Regions from separate parts of the Mus musculus genome. Here region 2 is linked to region 1. Evidence: chromatin contacts called from public HiCAR-type data. All regions are on one chromosome and are shown on one strand. Each heading gives the region's core, a stretch centred on a gene start, on an enhancer-like site or on the middle of the called end of the contact. The rest is flanking DNA. Distances are from core to core; before and after follow the strand shown. Region 1 overlaps Lhcgr (luteinizing hormone/choriogonadotropin receptor). Region 2 overlaps Nrxn1 (neurexin I).

Region 1 (6,116 bases), core at 220-2,719:
TACTGCTTGGTTGATGACATGGCCCCCACAGTGCTCCTGTGGCAATATTTGGGCTGAATCTAGTCCCAGCAATGCAGGCAGATGAACTCAGACAACTTGCTTGAGCTCCTTGAGGGATCCAGAACTGAGCATAGCAGAACAAAGCAGAGGGACCTCCCAGGAGGAGAGGAGGCATGGAAGGGAAATGCATGAATGGAATCCTAAACTAATTTACTTCTCCAGTTTCTGTCCTGACTTCCCTCATAGCCTGACCGTGATTGGGATGTGTAAGTCAAATAAACTTCTTCCTTCCCGAGTTATGGCGTTTCACAGCAATACAAAGCAAAGTAGAATACCCGGGAAGGGAAAAGCTCAAATGAGGAATTGCCTAGATCAGACCCGTCTGTGGGCACATTTATGGGGCATTGTCTTGACTGATGATTGATATGAGAGGGCAATGCCCATTGTTGGCAGCACCATCCCGAAACCTGGGCTGAGGAAGAAAGCTGGTGGGGCACAGGCCTGGGAATGAGCCAGAGAATAAGTCATCACACTTCATCCCTCCATCTCTGTTGCTTTGAGTTCCCTTAGTAAAAGACTGATAACAGGAAGTGTAAGAAAATAAACCGTCCTCCCCCCGCCCCATTGCTTTTGCTCAGAGTGTTTTGTCACTAGAACAGCATTAACAAAACCCAAACTGCTGGAGATGGTCTCACCCAACTGACTTGCTCCGGGTTGTTAGTTTGAAGTGTTAATTGTGGATAATTGTGGCAATTGTGATAACTATGTGGTTGACATAGTGTGAGGGTACTTATATCTGTGAAAGGAGGCGTCACTAATCCCACTGAATAGAGATGGGGCCTGGGCTCAACCGGACTGACACTGCTTGGTTGGCTGTGTTTGGATCTGAGACTAACACTGAGGTGTCCAGTTGCCTTTGTACTGTGGTGTGTCATGGGTGCCGTCATAAATCTGGTCATATTTTACAGGATCTTAGGAAAAACAATTGGCATGACCTTCTCCTAACCTGAGGAGTTCAAGTGATGGTCAAGGCTGTTTGTTTTGTGTGATTGGCTGAACCCATCAGCATCCAGATTATTTTAAAAGTTGCACAGCTAAGTGCTGCTCCCTGGGGGGCAGGTTGAGTGGGTTGGGACATGTCAAGGTGGCCTCTTGAGATGTAATGAAAAGCCACAGTGGCTGTGAAGGGACATACAAGAATAATGCATAGTTTTAACCTTATCCCCTCAGAGCCTTTCCTGTACCACGAGAGGTGTTTTGTTTTCATTAAATGAGCTCACAGTTGGTAAAGATCTGGGTGGAGGTGGGCCAGACTGGTTCCATCAAGAGCAAAATCACAAATCCAGCTAATAATGAAAAGAGAAGGCTTGCTTTCATTATTTTCTAATTAAGGAGTTGAACTGTATAGCTGGGAAAATAAGGCTTTCCTCAGCAAGTATAATACCCTTTATCCAGCAGGGTGCTCCACATGACCCTTCACTTACACAAGGGCCCATTCAACTGAGAACAAGTGCTGAGCAAATGACTAATCACACCCCTGTGAGATGCAGGGCCGAGAACTGGGAGGGACATGGAACACAATGGCCCAAGAGCACTCTGGGCAGAGCGGAGTCTGGGGTTCCCATTAGCTTCAGAGGAGGGGCAATTACACCCTACTGGTGTGCACTGTTTCTCTTACAATCACATCCAACACCAGGCAATAGCCCTGCGAAACCAATACTACGCAGCTCTTTTGCATACATGCAGAATCCTGTCCATGGGAAAGGCTCTCTAGGAGCTCACAGTTCCCCATGAACTGTCCCAACATGTCTTGAAGGTCTACACCCTCCCACTCCTGTTTGGCTCCATCTCCATTAAATTCCCATACCCAATGAGGGGGTAATTCTTGATTCCTCATTAAGTTTAGGTCTAAATTGCTAGCAGTTTTATATTTTGATCTTTGAATAAAGGTCCAGCCTCCAAGAGTTACCCTTGAGCAGGAAGAACTTCACCCACAGGATGTCAATGTTGCCCATCCTCCGGACCCAGCAGTTTGTTGTCATGCTAGCATATGGCCCAGCAGCTGTCCCATACAACTTCCACAGTCAGCAGTCTAGATTAAGTCATCAGAGACTAAGGGATGTGGTGAATCACAGAGCCTAACGCTGACCTCAGACTAGAAGTGAGAGTTGCAGCAGCTTGTGTGGCAGAGCAAGAATCCAGAGGTTGTACTCACAGCGTGATGGACTCATTATTCATCCCTTGGAAAGCGTTCCCTGGTATGGTGGTTATGTATAAGTTATCACAGATTTCCCTTGGGGAAAGAAATGAGAAATATTTACTTCCCAAATTTTAGATGCAAATAGGAAATGGTTACGCATAGCAATCAGCCTGATACTTACAGAATGAAATTAAATTCAGAGGAAGAGATCTTCGAAACATCTGGGAGGGTCCGGATGCCTGTGTTACAGATGCTCCTGCGATTCAGGGCAGGGTGGTGATGCGGGCAGAGAGTATAAGCGATTATCGTTACGTTATGAATACAGAGGAGAACAGGAAGGCACTTGGCAGACACCGCTTTCACATGAAACTTTAGAATATTGCATTTGGCTTTCTGAGTTACACTTTTAGCTGGTGAAGACCATCAGAACTGAAAGGGCTCCATGGCTAGGAGAGGTCCCCGTAAGGGCTCCTCTTTAGAGGTTTAGGGCTGAGACCGTGCTTCTGGGTGTTTTGGCTTTGCATTTCCAGTCAGTCTTCCTTTAAAGCCATTGCATTTTCCTGTTGGATTGCAGTTCATTCCCTCCTGATAACGACTGTGCTCCATACTACAGATAGTTCCAGAAAGGAACTTTCTCCTTTTGGGCAGGTTTTAACTCAATCGTTGCAGGAAGATTAATGTTTTGAGAAACCTATACCCTTCATTATTAGAAACTTTACTTATCTACTTTGTGGTTCAGGAAGTTCTTCCTAGTATCTCATTGAAACCATTGAACATTCTTTTTTGTGGATGGAGACACTCAAGGCTTCTGCTTCTTATTTAACCTCTAAAGGAGAGAGCAACTCATGTGACAGTTGAAATTGAAGAACACTTCGTTATAAGAGTGAGACTCTGTCAGAGGCATGCAGGCTCTGGACTTCTGCCAGTGGAGTTTTAAGCCCAGTAGACATGTGCTCTAGACAACTGATAGGAGCTACCTGGCTCTCTGATGACAATGACCCCCAGCAGGTTTCTCTCTGGGCTTGATCATCTCCATGTTACTGTTAATTCATAGGAATGAATATGGTACAGGGATAAAGGTGTTCAGAGTCAATTCCTGCCTTGTCTACACTAGGGTTAGCAGGAGGTTCAGAATGTAGTCTGGACTTGAATTGGGGAGTCCCACATTTTGGGATTAAATGCTATTTATGAAAGTCAATTGGCTAATAAGAGGCCGTGCTGGTCAAATTTGGGTCTGGGTTATCCTTAATGCCTTCTAAAGTGGTGGATGTTTATGTGTCCAAGGTATCTTGGAGGTTGGGAAACATCTTGGGTTTACAATTATCCATAGAGAATTATATACGACAGCTAGCTGCAGCTTCTGCATGGCTCCTTGGAACAAGACTGACTGTGTAGATCATAACAGACAGGCCCTTTCTCTCTGCATGGCTCCTCGGAACAAGACTGGCTGTATGCGTCATCACAGACAGGCCCCTTCCTCATCCCCTCTTTCTTTTTTCATTTTGTTTAGATGGTGGTGAAAGTGGTACTCCCCTGGGGATTCCTGAAACTTAGTTTACCAAGAAGTAGAGAGAAGGGTGTCTCTGTGAGGAGGGTGTAAACTTTTCTGTGTGGTAGGGATGACTTGCTACGGGGGAAGACTCACTGCCAACACAGCTAAGACTGTAGTGAATTTTAGGAATCCTACATTGCTGGTAGGGCTGGTTGCTGTCAGACTATGGTGGGACTCCATTTGTCATGCTAGCCAGTAACCTTGGTATATTTAATTATGAAACCCACTGCAAAGGGGACAGTGCTCTCCTCTGGTGTGTGGGGCAGAGGGGATGTGGGGAGCCCCTTATATGTGTATAAAAACTCCCAGAATAGTAAAAACAAGGAGTACTGATTACATTTAAACCAGAAGGCTAACAAGGAGAGACAGGCAAACACAGTATTGACTATTGGTCCAAAACCTTTTTCAGGGTGCTGCAGAGATGGCTCAGTGGTGAGTAGTTAAGAATGCCTGCTGCTCTCGGAGGTGACCAGAGTTCAGTTCCCAGGACCCACACAGCAGCTCACGACTGCCTGTAACTTAAGCTCCAGAGCGTCCTGCGCCCTCTGCTGTCCATTGTGGGCACTCCACGCCTGTACAAACCTACACACACACACACACACACTAAAAACGTGGAAACAAAATCTTATAAACAAATCCCCCCAAATGACTTTCAACATTTTGATCACATTCAGTTTCACAGATGCCCATCTCCCCTCTCCCCCAAGATGTTTATAAAGGAACATTTTCCTCACAGGTATTTTAACCGAGGGAGGTTTGTAAAAGCACCGGGTTCAATGTATAGCAGGTTTTTGGTGTTCTGGATCAGTCTGTGAAGAGAGAAGGGGGGATGGGCAGTGGTTTAGTAGATGTCTGGATACACAGCACTGGTCACCAGGCACTATTGACTAAAATCCCACCAATGATATTAACTACGTTTAATGCCTAATACAAGTTCCTGGGATGCTGGGCTATCCTGAGGACCCAGCTAGCTATTTCCAAGAGGCTGTGCCTTCCCTCCCAAGATGACAGGCGTAGGCATCTTAGCTGGGAGTTTATATGTGAGTATCTTTACTTCTGTTCCTCCACACCAGATAACACCAAGGTCCAGTGCTCCTGGCCAAGTAGAGCTTGCCCACTATGGAGCCTGCACACTGGTCATGATGGGAGGTGATGTTCCCAGGAGAATGAACAAATAAATATGGCTCTTGGAGGCAAATCAGGTCTGTTCATACTGAGTTGGTAAGCACACTAAGAAGTTATCCAGATAGGTACACATCCAGAATAGCACAGGACAGATGCCTTGGGATTCAGATTGCTGGAACCTTATGTTCATTCTGTAGATGATTTTCTATGTATGACTCCCATCCTCCTATCTTCCCTTGGAAGACGATGACTACGACGATGATGATGATGACGATGATGATAATACCCTCTGCCATTACTTTTCCAACCATCTAATGGTTTATTTTCTCTCCCTTCTGGTTTCCTTTACAATAATCCACCAAATAGTGTAGGTTCTGGTGAATAAATGCGACTGGTTTACACTAAAGTCTCTGCCAATGTTGATGGTGAAAGTTGAATGACTTATCATTCATTTGAAGAGTAACAGGACTCGAATGGGATCTAGTTTTTCCGATTCCAAGTATAACACTCATACTATAGTGACTATTGACGCTTGGAACATGGACATAAGGTTGGAGTCTTTAGATGTGAGTTACTCTGTGGTAGTGATCTTCTAATAACTGAATCAAGTGATCATCAGTCAGACAAGCGAGAGGTTGTCTCCGAGGACTAACCATAGAACATTTACTCATACAGTCACACATTCTATCAACATTTATTGTCTATTCGTATCAAGCACTTGCCCTAGCTATGCAAGATACCACCATGGACAAGGCATAGAGACTGAATGAGGCTTCCATGCACGTCTCTGGGCCTCCTTTAAAAGCCCACAAACATCCTCAGGAGAGGGCTTTACTTTCTTCTCAGTTGATGTCTTTCTTTGTTTATCACTTGCTGGCCTGATGATGTTTCAGCATTATCTGGGAAGCCTGTGAATATTGCAGAATTTTAGGTTTGGGACTGCACAGTCATCTACCAAAGAATGAACCCTGTGTACAAAGCACAGTAAGTCCAGACAATTTCTTTGAAATTTAATTACCCATTGTTTGGCTTTTTCTGTAATTGTTTGGTGAATTACTCTCAATTCTATGGCTATCCTGTCATGTCCTGTTGGATATTTGTATTTCAACTTCTCTGTGTTCCAGCAGCTCTTAGGCCAAGACATGCAATAGATTAGGTACTCCTGTGCTTATTAATTAATCAATCAGCTTAGATAGTTACTCACTGGACCATTGATGGAGTCCTTCTAGTGTAATGGAA
Region 2 (6,324 bases), core at 1,839-4,338, 2.3 Mb after region 1:
ACATGCTTATGATTTGAAGGATTCCAGTCAAGCACCTTTCCCCTCCACTTTCTCTAATAGTTTGGGCTACATCTTATTGTGGGTGCTTAACAACTGCTGCTGAGTGACAAACATAATTGAGTTTTAATTTCCTTTGGCCCCTTTCAATCTGTTTCATAAACATATCATTAGTAAAACAGAAATTTGAGGCTGCCATTTTCATCTCCTGTGCTCTATTCTTGTGTCTATGAAGCTTAAAATATTTGAATAGTTCAGCAAACCTAGGCAAGGCCTGTCTCTACTATGTTCTTGAATATGGACTGAGAGTTTCATTCAAAGAGGGCTCCTGCAAGTGGCATGGACTGTGCCACATTCTATACAGATTTCAGTACCTCTGAGTTTCCCTCAACTACGTCTTTCCATGTTTACCCAGCAAGTACCTCTCACACTTCAGCTTTAAGTTTAATGACCACACCTCAAGGGGATCGTGGATGAGGTTCACCTTTTAAAATTCCACACATCTTGTAGCCATTTTAATAAATATGTCCCTATTTTAGACTCATAAACATACACACATATATATAATATATAATAGTATGACTCCTCAGTAGAATATAGGATGGCTGATGAGGTAAGATCTACTTCTAAGTGTACTCACTATTACATTGCATAAGCCTAATGCTCTGGGATGTGCAAAGCAGTCAATCTATTCTTTATATAAAAGAAAGATGTATTATCACATATATGAATGTATCATCAAATCTCTGGTTTCAATAAATTACATAAAAGATCTAATTGAAGCAGTACTTCACTAAAGACATTTATTTACCACACTGCCATGCCCAATTATATTAAGCAATAATGTGTCTTTATATTAATTTAAGTAAGAAAACTGAAAGAAAATAGAATCACAACCTAGTTTGAAATTTTAACATGTGATCCTAAAATGTCTAGAACTTACTTAGATCTGGGGATCACAGATACAATTTACTGTCTTATTGATTGTCATTTTATCCTTAATTTTAAGATTGGTGGTCATGAAGTTCTCTAAGTTTTTGAAGCTCCTAGAAATCTATCACTATGCTTAAGTAGGAACTTATAAAATAATAATGACACTGACGCACTTAGATGAGTATAATCCAATGGAAAAAACTATGTGCCCCATAAGCATCCATCATTCAAGAAGGGTGACATTGTTAAGTAGTTGAGTTCTGAGGCTAATGTTCAGAGTCAGAAACATCAATGGTGCATAAGATATCAGTTTCTGTGGTCGTTTTATATGAATCTTTGTTCTTTGGAAAACACCTTAATCCTCCTCCCACCACACACACACACATACACACACACACACACACACACAGAGAGAGAGAGAGGGGGGGGAGTGGGAGGGGGAGGGGGAGAGGGAGGGGGAGGGGGAGGGGGGGAGGGGGAGGGGGAGAGGGAGAGGGAGAGGGAGAGGGAGAGGGAGAGGGAGAGAGAATAAACCTGAAGGATGTAAAACTTAGTACATGAGAAAAAAAACATGATTTGGAAATAAGGTGATTATGATCTGTTCTAGGCTCTGTCATTAACCTGAGCACAAAGCATAACTTTTCTGGTGTTTTCTCTCCAACAGTACATAATCATGTAGAAAAATCAATAAATCTTATTAAGCCACGTAAATACAGCAAGGATGAAACAGAACTCATTCAACAAAAATATTCTGGGAAGTCATAGGTACAGATTATATCAGACATTCTAGATGGGGAGGATAGAACCAGATTGTTATCACTAGATATCGTTACCATATTTTTATTCTTAATTGTTTCAAATAGAAGGCCACTACAATAAAATGAAATTCCAAAACTAAGTATAAAAGGATTGTAGTGACTGATATGCTTTAACTTTGTGCTTAATATTAGCTTAACTGTAATATTTCCTGAACACGGTCTGTAAGGAATATTTATTTATGTTTTTTAATTGGGTTTATAGAGAACGTAGTAATCAGGGTAAATACTGAATGCAGACAGAGCTTTGTTTACACTTGATCTGAATAGAAATCATCTCCCCCAGTTGTCATGCATGATTGGTGTTGGGAGAGGCATCCATTCCAATTAATTATTCAATAGTCACTTGACATACATGAAACAGAGAAAATAAGCCAAGCCAAGCCAATACTTCTGGGAAGACAGACTATGCCATAGTCATTCCACCTCCCATTTCTCTAACAATGAAAGGAATTCAGCCTTTTGTTTTCCTGCCATGGTGAGTGTATTCTCTTTCAGCTTAAATTTTCAAAATGAATGAATGTTCAGAACAATGCTGATGGACTGACTTCCTTGGGATGAGTTTTCTTAGGCATCAGATATTATAATGTCCCAATATTCCTCCTCTTAATTTCAAATCATGCACCTTACAGAAATAGCTATGCCTTTGCCAAAACAAAATGTATTTTGGATGCATCTTTTTCTGTTTCTTTTTAACATCACTTTTTTTGCAGGCTTTCTTCACTCTTAACTGTTTCTGATTATGCATGATCCTTGGTTCCCTACATTAAAATGCATAGAAATATTTTTAAAATTCATTTAAAACACTCTCCCACACAGTACAAGCTGTCATTGTGTCATGTTTGTTTCTTAATTTAAGAAAGAAAGTTATATTTCATTAAGTTGCCTTCTTTATCATTTAAAGTGGAATTAGGATGCCTAGAGAAGTATTTTTTTTCCATAAAAATAATATTTGCCATTCTCTATTAATCAGTATAAATGTAGGCAGCTTCAAGTTGTACAACTGAATTGATCTCTTATAGTTATCATAGTCATGATTTACAAGTCAGCTAGATTTGGTAGAGGAAAAGAATTGTTCTGTGTCATTTTTTTAAAAACATGAAATCTGATTTTATGTTCATGGAAATTCACCAGCAGAGCTGAAAGTATAGTGTGGGACACAGGGTCATCTCTAACTCCTTATACCAAAATACCTAACACAAACCCATATGAAAACAAAGCGTAGTTAATAATTCTTGGCCAACCCATCACTGTTCCCATGGAAGCTACAGACCACTCCTGAATAACATTTTTCCCCTCTAACTAAGTCCCTTTGCTGTTTAAGCTGTTACAAATTTCATCATGTCTTCCTTTCTTTTAAGGCCAAAAGAGAGAGCTGCCAAGTCTAATAAGAATTACAAAGGCTTGCTTCTCTCAACAGTATCAGCCAAAATTTAAAAAGTAAGAAAGAAACAAAACCAAGAAAAACAAAAACAATACCATACATTACACAATAAAATACAGCCACACAGAGCTTTTTGTCCCAGTCTTTTCAAGTCAGAAAAAATAATTTATCTTTGCACTACAACTATAAGGGCACTGGCTGCCCTGATTTTACCTAATGGAACGTACCAAGCCACCCATCCTGCTTAGCCTCTAACACATTCATGTTTCATCCTAGGAATACCACTTTCTGTTTAGAGGTTTTCCTGTAGTCATACAATTATATTTTCCTTGGTCACTGTCATAATAAATAAATGAATAAATGAATAAATAAATGAGTAAATAAATAACATGGAAGAGATACATAGAAAACAGAATTTTAGATGTAAAGTGGTGAAGATAATGCTTAGATGTACTTTGTTTATTTTAAGCCCTTAAGGACCACAGAAACAATTCGACTTCTGCTACTTAGATGAACGTCATCAGCTGACTATCCTTGGAAAAATCTCCTACCATGGCTCACATGCATCCTGTTTAATCTTCCTGATCCAGCAACACATAAACTGTTCTATTTTGTTACCAAGCACTTGTTAATCAAGGAATACATTGTCTCATCTCTAACATTCCTCAATGGTAGCTGAGCTATCTCACACTTGAAGAAACCAAAGAAATCAGAAAATTCTTCTTAAATATGACAAATTTGGGATTGGGACAGAACCATGGGAAACAATAGTTTCTAAAAAGCCTCCTGTTCGTCAAGAAAAAATCTCTCTTCCACACCAGGGTCAGGTCTTGGATTTGCAAAGGCACCCGGGCCCTATGGCCTGTCGAGTGTGCTGTGACCAGTAACCATATGGACAGCTCTACTGCAAGCCCACAGCTGCTCACTCTCCATCTAGTTTTCTCACCAAACACATGTTCAGTCAAACACATGTTCTGGACAGTTGTCAACAACCTTATAGTCAATGTCTGGATACTATGGCTACTGATGGTACAGGGCAGTAGAGGACCATTTAGGTAGGCAGTGGCCAAAGGATTTACAGGGACCTGCCAATGTTCCGCTGCGGGATTTTGTCCTTTGGGAGGAGGTCACATGGACACGGCCTCCCTCTGGAGATGTAGTCGGTGTGCCCCCTAAGAGGCTGCAGACGGAGGCAGCATGGTGGGGAGGGACAGGCCTTCACCCAGAGGCTTCCGGAGGAGGAAGGCCCCATGCACCGGCCTCCCTCCCAGCCCAGGCCGAGGCTCCGCGGGGTCGGGCAGGCCTTACCTTGGCTGCAGTCCTTGCCACGGAAGCCGGTCCTCGAGCAGTCGCATACGGCCTGGTCGTCGACCACGGAGCACACGCCCCCGTTGAGGCACACGCCGCCCTCGCCTTCTTCGCCCGCCTCGCATGGGCTCCCGCCACCGCTGTTGGGAGGCTCGTCGTCCAGCTTGACCTCGCCGCCGTCCACCGGCAGGGCCTGTGACGAGTTGACCCGGACGTCACGGATCCAGCCCTTGAAGGGCTCGCGCTCGCGCACCGAGGCCAGCGTGAGCTTGAGGGCCGCGGCGCGCAGTTCGGGTGGCAGGCCGCCCACGAAGAGCCCGCTGAACACCGTCATGTCCCTGCGCTTGGACTTGACCTCCACCCACTTGGCCTCGGCGCGGTCGATGTAGAGCGTGGTGTTGCGGAACTGGCGGCGGATGCGCACGCTGTGCCAGGCGCCGTCGTTGACCGGCGTGTCGGCCAACAGCGTGGCGGGCTCGGCGCAGAAGATGGAGAAGCTGAGCTGCAGGCGGCCGCCGCGCGTCAGGATGAGCTCGAGGAAGTCGCAGAAGCCCTCGTCGTCGAAGTAGAGCACGAGGCCGCGGGCACTGCGCGTCTTCAGCTGGAAGCTCATCTCGCTCTCGCAGCACGCGTTCCACTTGGGGAAGCGCGTCCACTGGCCCTCGGCGCCCGGGAACTCCAGCCCGCTGCCCAGCTCTGCCCAGCAGCCCAGCAGCAGCAGCGACAGGCAGAGGAGACAGCAGCCCCCGCGCTGGACCAGCGCCGTCCCCATGCTCGGGGCTGGGGTGCGGCGGGGGGGAGCCGGGGGCGACAGGGTCGAAGCGGTCCTGGACACCTTCACAGAGAAATGGGGGTCCGCAGAGGAGTGGGAGGGAGGGGGGAGGCGGCAGTGGGAGGGGCGCACCCTCCTTCAGCTCTTTTTTCCTTCTTCTTCTCTTCCAGCAGCCCCTTCCTCTCTCCCAGTAGTCTCCTTCCAACTGGAAAGCGGAGACCCCAGTCCTATGGGATAGCTGCAGAACTTCCAGGCCAAAGGGGGGATACACTTTGGAGGCAACGTTCTGAAAAAGAGGGCCACCGAGGCTCAAGAGCGATCACTGATCCATTTGCATCCGATGATGTTTAAGTGAGGGCATCTGTGGCACCAACAGGTACTTCAACTATCCCAGGACCAAAACCTTCAAAGTACCACCGGCGCGGTGCCAGCAGTAGGAGAGCAGAATCGGAAGAAACACACTTTTCTCGGAGAGGAACACGAAGTCAACACTGAGCCAGGATCTTTGGCTGCTTGGCAGGCCTCGAGGCCCCTCCAGATGTTGGCTCCAAGCACAGAAGGAGAAAGGACAGAGTGAGACACCAGAATAGCTTCAGAGGCCTACTTCTGTCATATCATGGGCTTCCAGCACCACTAAAGCCAAGGCCAAATTTCCTGTGCATGCCCTCCCAGGCTGATTCGCTTTATGTTTAGGAGCCCTGTAGGTAGGTCTCAAACCCTGCTGTGAAGTAGCCAGAAGCTGTTAGATGGTGAAATCAATCCCTCAAACTCTTCTTTTTTCTGTCTCTGCAAGGCCACCCTAAGACTCCAGCATGTCAGTTGGTTGTATGTTGGTGATGCATTTTGATTTTATTTTGACGTTTATAAGAACTCAGAAATCTGTAGAAAATTGAAATAAGAATTAGGGCCTGTAGTTATTTATAGTATTATACAAATCATTACTCAGCTAGGAAAGCAGGTAAATAAACAGTGGTTTTATCAAACCAAGGAATTAATTTAGGTGGATAGTGGTGCTTGCGTGCGTGCATGCGTGCGTGCAAGCATGTGTGTGTGTGTGTGTGTGTGTGTGTGTGTGTGTGTGTACAGTAAAGCTTCATGTTTCCAAGTATTGTCAC

The links. HiCAR-type assays count read pairs that join an accessible place to other places.
Region 2: a HiCAR-type map of astrocytes shows a contact between it and region 1, with 4 times the contacts expected there. The contact joins two enhancer-like sites. A contact is called at or near these places in 1 of 39 promoter capture datasets (hippocampal neurons) and 1 of 115 datasets of contacts at active chromatin or transcription factors (astrocytes).

Annotation. Positions count from the first base shown.
Region 1 is chr17:88,762,767-88,768,882 of GRCm38.p6, forward strand. It overlaps Lhcgr (luteinizing hormone/choriogonadotropin receptor), which reads right to left. Exons shown (of 11, transcript NM_013582.3): 4 at 4,487-4,561; 5 at 2,382-2,456; 6 at 2,216-2,293. Among named protein-coding and RNA genes, the nearest start is that of Lhcgr, 26 kb to the right of the region's middle. Within about 2 kb of position 1,470, at least 47 of the 459 cell types and tissues checked have an H3K27ac peak or open chromatin away from gene starts, as enhancers often do. A contact at or near this core is called in astrocytes, where this site is marked.
Region 2 is chr17:91,083,518-91,089,841 of GRCm38.p6, forward strand. Nrxn1 (neurexin I) reads right to left here. Exons shown (of 23, transcript NM_020252.3): 2 at 4,438-6,088. The coding sequence starts at 5,209. Among named protein-coding and RNA genes, the nearest start is that of Nrxn1, 6.1 kb to the right of the region's middle. Within about 2 kb of position 3,089, at least 17 of the 459 cell types and tissues checked have an H3K27ac peak or open chromatin away from gene starts, as enhancers often do. A contact at or near this core is called in astrocytes, where this site is marked.